Regions from separate parts of the Mus musculus genome. Here region 2 is linked to region 1. Evidence: chromatin contacts called from public Hi-C data. All regions are on one chromosome and are shown on one strand. The core of a region is the stretch at or near the end of the contact, and the rest is flanking DNA. Distances in the headings are between cores, read along the strand shown.

What was found. A called contact is a pair of places that touch in the nucleus more often than the background predicts.
Region 2: a contact with region 1 is called in a Hi-C map of nephron progenitors, with 2.6 times the contacts expected there. The contact joins the enhancer-like site here to the promoter of 1600027J07Rik in region 1. A contact is called at or near these places in 1 of 39 promoter capture datasets (the 3T3-L1 cell line) and 11 of 484 Hi-C or Micro-C datasets (the 3T3-L1 cell line, 3T3-L1-derived adipocytes, the C2C12 cell line and 5 more).

Annotation. Positions count from the first base shown.
Region 1 is chr8:103,345,470-103,349,055 of GRCm38.p6, reverse strand. It overlaps 1600027J07Rik (RIKEN cDNA 1600027J07 gene), which reads left to right and starts at 1,522. Exons shown (of 3, transcript NR_036588.1): 1 at 1,522-1,557; 2 at 1,719-1,888.
Region 2 is chr8:103,407,132-103,411,241 of GRCm38.p6, reverse strand. No RefSeq gene overlaps it. Among named protein-coding and RNA genes, the nearest start is that of 1600027J07Rik, 62 kb to the right of the region's middle. Within about 2 kb of position 1,506, at least 54 of the 459 cell types and tissues checked have an H3K27ac peak or open chromatin away from gene starts, as enhancers often do. A contact at or near this core is called in adipose-derived mesenchymal stem cells, nephron progenitors and uterus, where this site is marked.

The DNA of each region.
Region 1 (3,586 bases), core at 273-2,772:
TTCAATTTCTATATCTGGTGACTCTCAACTGTCTGTAACTCCATGTTTAGGGGAGATGTGACACCTCTGGTGTCCATGACTACCTGCCCTTATATGTATATACCTTCTCTACTCCCACAAGCATACAATTAAAAAATATTAAACATAAGTATGAAAATATTTTATTTGTATTGCTGCAGAATAAGTGTTTCCAGATAGCTTATCTGACTCAGGGATCTGATATGAGAACTGGGGGTCACCTCAAGGAATTGGGGTAAGCCAGTAATAGTTGGGGACAGTTTTTGCAGTGAAGTAAAGACTAAGGGACTTTTGGGCAGGAAGAACAAATATTCTAGACAAATGCTAAAGCCTTGAATATTGCACTAAAATCATAGCTTTTATTCAAAATTCTCAATTTAAGGAGCTCTGGGGAGTGCAGGTAATAGTGGAGAGCAGTGATTTTCAGTAGAGCCACAAGTAAGACCCCTCTAGGCTAAAAGGGCAAGGATTGCAGCCAAATATTGAAGCCTGGGATAAAGGATTTGTCCAGCTTTTCCTACAGCCTTCTCAGCGTGGTTTGAAAAGTTGTAAACTCCATTGTGATGGCTTGGAATGGGATGGATTATTATTCCACAGTGAGAACAAGGAAAGCTCTAGAGGGATGATGGATGCAGCTTCGCAGAGCTCAGAGAAGCAGCCTGGGATAGAGCAGGGGCTTGGAGATGTGAAAGAAAAGCACGTCATAGGCAGACGAAAGCAGTCTTAAATCAGCAAGACCGAACTGTGTGTCCCAACTTGAGCTGCTACTATTGACCTTGGATGAATAACTATGTGTGATGAACAATTTTTTATTTTATAACAGGGATTACAATACTGGTCTGATGTGGCTACAAGGAAGATGCCTTGAAGATTCAGTGAGAAAAAAATATATAGGTTTTGATGTTTTTCTACTTATCTTCCTGGAAATAATCACTCTGACTGATAGAACCTAAAAACATAGCACAAGTATACTTAACTGTATTTAAGAGATCTCCTTTCAAAGACACCTAACTGATATCATTAACAACCTCCAGGCCTATCTAGGAAAATAAGTAAAAGATGCTAGGACGTGTCAAGGGTTAAATTGGTGTATGTATAACCATTAGAAATCCTTATATAGGGAATACCTGTTCAGTCATTATTCAGAGACCTAGGCCAGCATTGGGACACACCTAGATCCGATTGGGGTTGTAAAAGAAAAATACAGATAAACAGGTTAAATAGTAGCTTGTTAAACACACATACCCTTTTTTTGCAGGGAAGAGAGTGGGTGGCAGCTCCCAGGGGAAGAATGCGGGACCGTCTGCTGGCCAGTTCTTGGGTCAGAGTCCTGCTTTCCTGAGTATCTCACAGCTGCTGCCCCTGGGAGAAGCCATTTGTCAACTTTATACCTTTCTGCTTTATGGTCTGGTGACTTAATAGGATTCGACCTTCCCTGGATTCCATTTCAGTTGGGTCAGACACCACACTTCAAATTAAAACTCGGGCTCTGAGACAGGGCCTGAGAAGCTGCTGCTGCTGGTGCTGCTGGTGCTGCTGGTACTGCTGGTGTGTGTGTGTGTGTGTGTGTGTGTGTGTGTTTGTGTGTTCAGCGAGATCTGTGGCTTCAGATGACCTCCAAATTGGTGTTATCAATCCTTATACTCGTGCTACAACTCACCTGAGCCCTAAGTACCTCTCTCCCATCTTATCTTTCCTAGACACTGTTGTGAACCTCAAAGTGCAATGTGATTCTACCACCCACTTACCTACTGGAAGAAGCAATGGAATGGAGCTCACTGGGAGGGAATATTGGCAGTATATAAACTCCCTAAATGGACTTCAGAGAGAAAATGATCTTCAGCTAAGAGACCATTTGACAGAATACAAGGTAAGAGCACACATCTTGTTCTTTTCTGAAATCCCTTACCATCTTTTGGGGGTTTGCTTTTTATTCTTTGGGATGGGTTCTACTGTAACCAGATTGGCCTGGAACTTGCTATGTAGCCAAGGATGTCCTTGAATCCCTGATTTCCTTTCTTGGCCTCTCCATCTCCTATGTGATGGTGATACAGGTGTGCAACACCAATGCCTGGTCTTCTATGGTCATCTGAAAAGACAGAGAGTCAGCTGGGTGGTCCTGGAAGCTATAATCCAAACAGTGCTTACATCATAGTAACAAGCCCAGTGCTAGAGTGGGGTTACGGCTATCTCCACAGAGCAAGGCACATTTTCCAAGTGAGATGACAGGATTTTTAGCATTGACATGTTTTTCCACTTTTCTGTGGTTATCCTTGGAGGATCCAGCCTTATTTTTATTGTGCCGCTGAGAATTAAGGTGAGTCTCCGTGCCTGTTATAGAGACTGTGTAGACATGCCTTGCAGCTACCCTGGAGGTTAGCAAGGGCATGATAAGGAGGTTGCTGAGTTTTTACAGAGAAGATGGATCGGTATCAGATGGGTCACTGGCTGGTTCCATTCTGCAAAGTTCAGTCAGTCCGTGTCTTGCCGACATTTTCTCTCTTTTCTCTAGTAAGTTGGGATTGACGTTGTTTTCAAGGGATACTCTGAATTTACATATTAAAACATGGTAGGTTAGAGGAAAAAAACATTTCAATTCCTCTTCTTGTTTGTCAAGAAGAGGTATAATACACAGACATTTCTGTATGAAAAGCCTCCCTCTCTCTAAAGGCATGCTCCATTCTGTTCACAAGAACCATTGTGATGCCCTGGTCTTGTCTAGTTCATACAACAAATAGTGTGCATCTGGAAGAGGGGTGCAAGGGGTGGATGGGGTGGTTTCCACTCACACTAGTGCAGAATTATTTTGGGGCAAGAAGAAAGGTCACTCTCATACCATAAACACAAAGCACGTCAAACATTCATAACCGAGACACGCCTCAAATCCCCTCCCACCCCTGTTCCCTCATTACTGCAGAAGAAAAGAGATACAGCCACACAGGATAGCAAGAAACCCCAGCCATCACCACTAAGCTGTGGTCTTTCGGGAAGTGGCTTTGTTATGAAGTTCGATCGATGGGATTGATCCGAAGATGGGCTATTACTTTGCCAGTGGGCCTGTTTTTAGGATCAGATGAATCTGGCTGAGATCTGGGGGCTTTTCTGGTAACTTTAAAGCCAAATCCAGCCTCATCTAGTACCTTCCCAGAGCTTTGCTTCTTTCCCAGCCTGCGCCCATGAAAAATACAGTGTGGATATTGCAGTAGGTTTGATGTATAAGTGTATGCTCGCTGGCTCATATTTCAGTAAGAATGTCATGTTTTGGAATGGGAATTGGCTTTCGTCTAAAATCACACAGGTTATTTGTGGCAGAGCCAGGTTTTCTGGTTTCCTTATAATTATTCATACTCTCTTCAATCAGACATAAAGATGATGCTGGGGTATCTACTCAGCACTGGGTACTCTGTCATGTCCTGGAGAAACAAAGATGGAGGTACAGTGTTCTTTGCTAGATGCACAAGCAATAACCTGTAAGAACCTCATTTTAACCTAACTCCAGGATCAGGCATTCCACACTCCATGACAGAATGTCACTCCATGGTCACTGCTGCATCTCTGAGACTTGACA
Region 2 (4,110 bases), core at 257-2,756, 62 kb before region 1:
CTAGGTCATAGGGACATCTGGGCTCATGTTGCTGCCGGGGACTATGTCTAGGTTTGTGACCCTACAGCAGTTGTGATCTATGTTGACGTCCCAGGCCTGTGTTACCACCAAAAGCCATGCAGATGTCCCTAGTCCAGACTGCTGCATGAGGCACCGTGCTGAGTTGGCTTTACCCCTTGCCTGGGTAGGATAATAGAGCTGCCCATGACAGCAGGGGAGCAGGTAAGCTAGCCTGAGAGTGTGAGTACTGGAGAGCTGGCCCTGCCCCTAGTCTGCCATCTTTCAGTGGCGTGGCTCGGGTGAGGGAGAGATGCCCTCCTTCCCACCATCCTTGTACAGCCTGTGCCAGGCAGGTGAGCTGGCACCAAAATCATGAGAGGATCAAAGCTGGCCTTGTGGCTCATGCATTCCAGCACTCAGTAGAGTGAGAACAGGCCCTGTACCCTCACCTCGGCAGCCCAGTAGAGCTGATCCTGGTGGTGGGGTTCAGGAAAGTAGTCCCTGTGGGCAAGAGTGCAGGAGAGTTGGCCTTGCCCCTGGTCTGCCATGGGATGGGGTGGGGTAGGTGAGGAAGAGATGCCCTCCTTCACAAAGCACACATGAGCTGGCCTTGAGGACATGAGAGCTGGAGAGTGGACTCTGCCCCTTGCCTTCTGTGGCACTGGGTGAGCTAGCCTGGGCAGCACTAGAGAAATTGTTCTGGTGGTAGTGGTACAGGAGAACTGGTGAGTTGGCAAATTCAGCTACCTCCCAGGCCCAGATCCAGAGCTTCAAGTTGACCCACCTCAACATCTACGCTATCTATGATCTGCTGGGATGGGGGAAAGGACTGGTCCTGCAGATCCAAAGCTGCAAGATCTTTATGACATAGGACATCAGCAGAGTATCTGAAAAGAGTCCCCATGAGGATAGAGTATTGATAGTGTAGCACAAGCTAGAGGCCTCTAAATAGATAGAAAAATGATTTATTGAAATGAACATTTGCAAATAAAGGTGTATGAACAAAAGGGTGTAGTGTGGGACATACTGTGACACACTGTAGCTTCCATGAGATTTTTCTTTGTATCTTATTTTGGGTGGGTACAAAGGAATGGGAAGATGAGTGAGATTGGGGTACATGATGTGAAATTTGCAAAAAAAAAATCATTAAAAATTAAAAAAAAAAAGAATAACACAAGGACAGCAAGAACCCAGACTCAAAAGTGGGAAAGGAGACTACACCAAGAGGGTAGTGGCAAAGAGGAGATGTGGACCAGTGACTGAAGAACAGAAGAAGCTCTATCAGCCAAAGGTCAATAGACTAGGAAAATCTCATCTCTTTGTATTAAGTCATGGCAGTCCCCCACCTATGCTAAGCTCTCATGAGGTTTAGCCATTAAATGCTGTGTGATTTTGAGATGGACGTGCATGTCTCTGGTTCTGTTTCTCACAGTTGTAGGTAGGGAAGGGGTTTGGACAGTTTGCAGTAATCTTTCCAGCATTAATATCTCTGTCTCTTATATGTGCCTTCTTTCTAGTTTCACCTGGAGTCTGCCCCTTCTTTGTTTTCCTAGCAAATATAAGCTGTCCTCCTGTTGACTTCTTCAATGCTGGCTTCATGACTACACCTTCACTGGCCCACAAGTCAACACCAGCCTTGACCAAAACATTCCATTCCAGGAGGAGAACTGAACGGATTGGAGGAAGAAGCAGAGATTAGAAACAACAGGCTTGCACATTCCGATTGTTCTTAACTTGATTTCAACTTTTGACCTGTAATGCTTTCCAGCTGTTTTGAACTCACACAGCCCATCTTGATTAGACTCACCCCCTAAGTGATGCAAACAGAGGAGACAGCTTCAGAGAGCCATCACCCCACCCAAATGAGTCTGGGGTTTGCAATTCTTGGATGGGTATGTGGATCTGGATCCCAGGCTTTGCATTCCCAGTACAGTCCTACAGGAGGGCTCAGGCAAGACAACCCCTCCAGCCCCTCCCCCCAAAAGATGACCTCTTTTACAGTCTGTTTTTACAGTGCAGAGTGGGAGCATCAGAATCCCTGCCCCTGTCAAAATAACATATCCCAGGTGGTGGGAGTTAACGGGAAGGCAGGCAGAGAGCTCTGCTTCCAAAGTACACATTGCCACAAATGAGAACCAACTGGAGTGAAGCTGGGCAGACGCAAAGGCAGAAAATTAAGCCCTGGGTTGGCTCTCTCTCTCTCCTTTACTCCCTTCCTTCCTTCTTTTCTTCCCCTCTCTCTCCTTTATTCCCTTCCTTCCTTCTTTTCTTCTTTACTTCCTTCCCTTCTTTCTCTTCCTTCTCTCCCTCCTCTGTCCTTCCATCCTACTTCCTTTCTTTCTTCTCTCCTTTTTTCCTTTTCTTCCTTCTTTTCCCTTCTTCCTTCCTCGCTCCTTCCCTCCCTCCCTTCCTCCTTCATTTCTTTCCTCTCTTGTGCTCTCTTCTTTTCCTCTATCTCCCTCTTTCCCTCCATCTTTCCTTCCTTTCTTTAATAGAAAATGCTACACCACACATGGTTTTTAAAAGACGACTTTCCTTACATGGGGAAAATGAACAACTGCAAGGAAGCTGCTCTCCCCAGGCTTGGGGGTGGGTCCTACATAGTGACATGCAATGTGACCTTCCATCCATCCAACAGGCCTGGGGGCCAGATGTCTGTGACTACACAAGTCAGAAGCTGAGCTAGAAGTACCTAAGCTTCGCAGAGTTTATCATTGCACTGGAGTAAACAGCCAACTCTATTTCTCCTTTTTATCACCGTGCCTTCAGGGAATCCTTTTGTGTTCAGTTTCTGTCCTAAGTGATCATGCTTTAGCTAGATTCCTTAGGAGAGACAATCCAGAGACTCAGAAATGTCATCAGAAGTTGGTTTTCCAAAGACGTTTTTCAGGGGGAATTAGAAGTTGCCACAGGCCTTAGATAGGAGACAGTAACCATCATGTGTGAAGCCAAGTGAAACACAGTATGGCGTTGGGGACATCATCCATCCATCCATCCATCCATCCATCCGGTGCATTCCTATGGTATGGTTAGGCCATTTATTTATTTATTTATTTATTTTCCATTTGGATGTGCCTCATCTTGTCAGCTCATTTTTGCTCATTAATGCAGAGAAATTCATCCTGTGGTTAAGTCTGAAAAAAAAAAAAAGTTCAACGGCTTTGCTGGGAAAACGTTAAGTAGGAAAATTAAATTAAAAAAAAAAAAACAACAACAACAGTAATTTTAAGAGAGGAGAAAATAAACCAGCAGTTTAAATTTTTTCAGCCATTTTGGGGCCAGGGCATTGGACAGCTATGGAATTTCAGGTTCTAACTCATTTCTTCATCTTGAGACTCTCGCCAAACATTTTCATTGCATCCAGAAGGAGGACTCTTTGCCCATTGCTGGCCACATGTGAACTGTGGGATGCTTCACTGCCTGCTTCCGTCACTGGGTGCAAGGCCAGGCAGATAAGAAGACTCACTGGGCTGAGAAAGGCTTCTCTGACTCCTGTCAAGTACCAGCTGTCTTTGTTAATTCATACGGGACACATGCAGATCCCTGAAAATATAAGGAGCGAGGGGGCTCTGTGGCAGGAGTTATTGCTGGGCACGGAGTATCTGCAACTGGGTTAGGGAAGATTCATGGAGCCAGACGGTGACTTGTAGATCATTTGTTCATCTCAGAGGTTGCAAACTTGTTTGAAGCAATAAAATACCTTCCGCTGCAAAATGCTATGCAAAACAAAATATGCAATGTGGATAAACAGCAGGATCGCTGTGGTTGTTTTGTGCCGCCCTACGGAAGCAAGAAACACCATTGGCCTGCCGCCTGCCTTCTTTCACCTCTCTTCCCTCCCTTCTTTTTATTTTTCTCTTCTTTCTTCCTTCTTTTTCTCTTTTATTTTCCTCTATCGCAAACTGAGAACTAGCAAGGCCAAGATGTTCATGAGAGAACCGGACCCCCTGAGCAACCCAGTATGTAATCTTTATGCAAAGGATTACCCTATTTATTAAAATCCCCAAGGTTCCTATGACAGGGCTTTCCAGAGGAAGTTGTTTAGAATCTCTCCCTGAAGTGACACCATTGATGGACAGGTGCCACCATTTGCCAAGTCTACTGACTGTT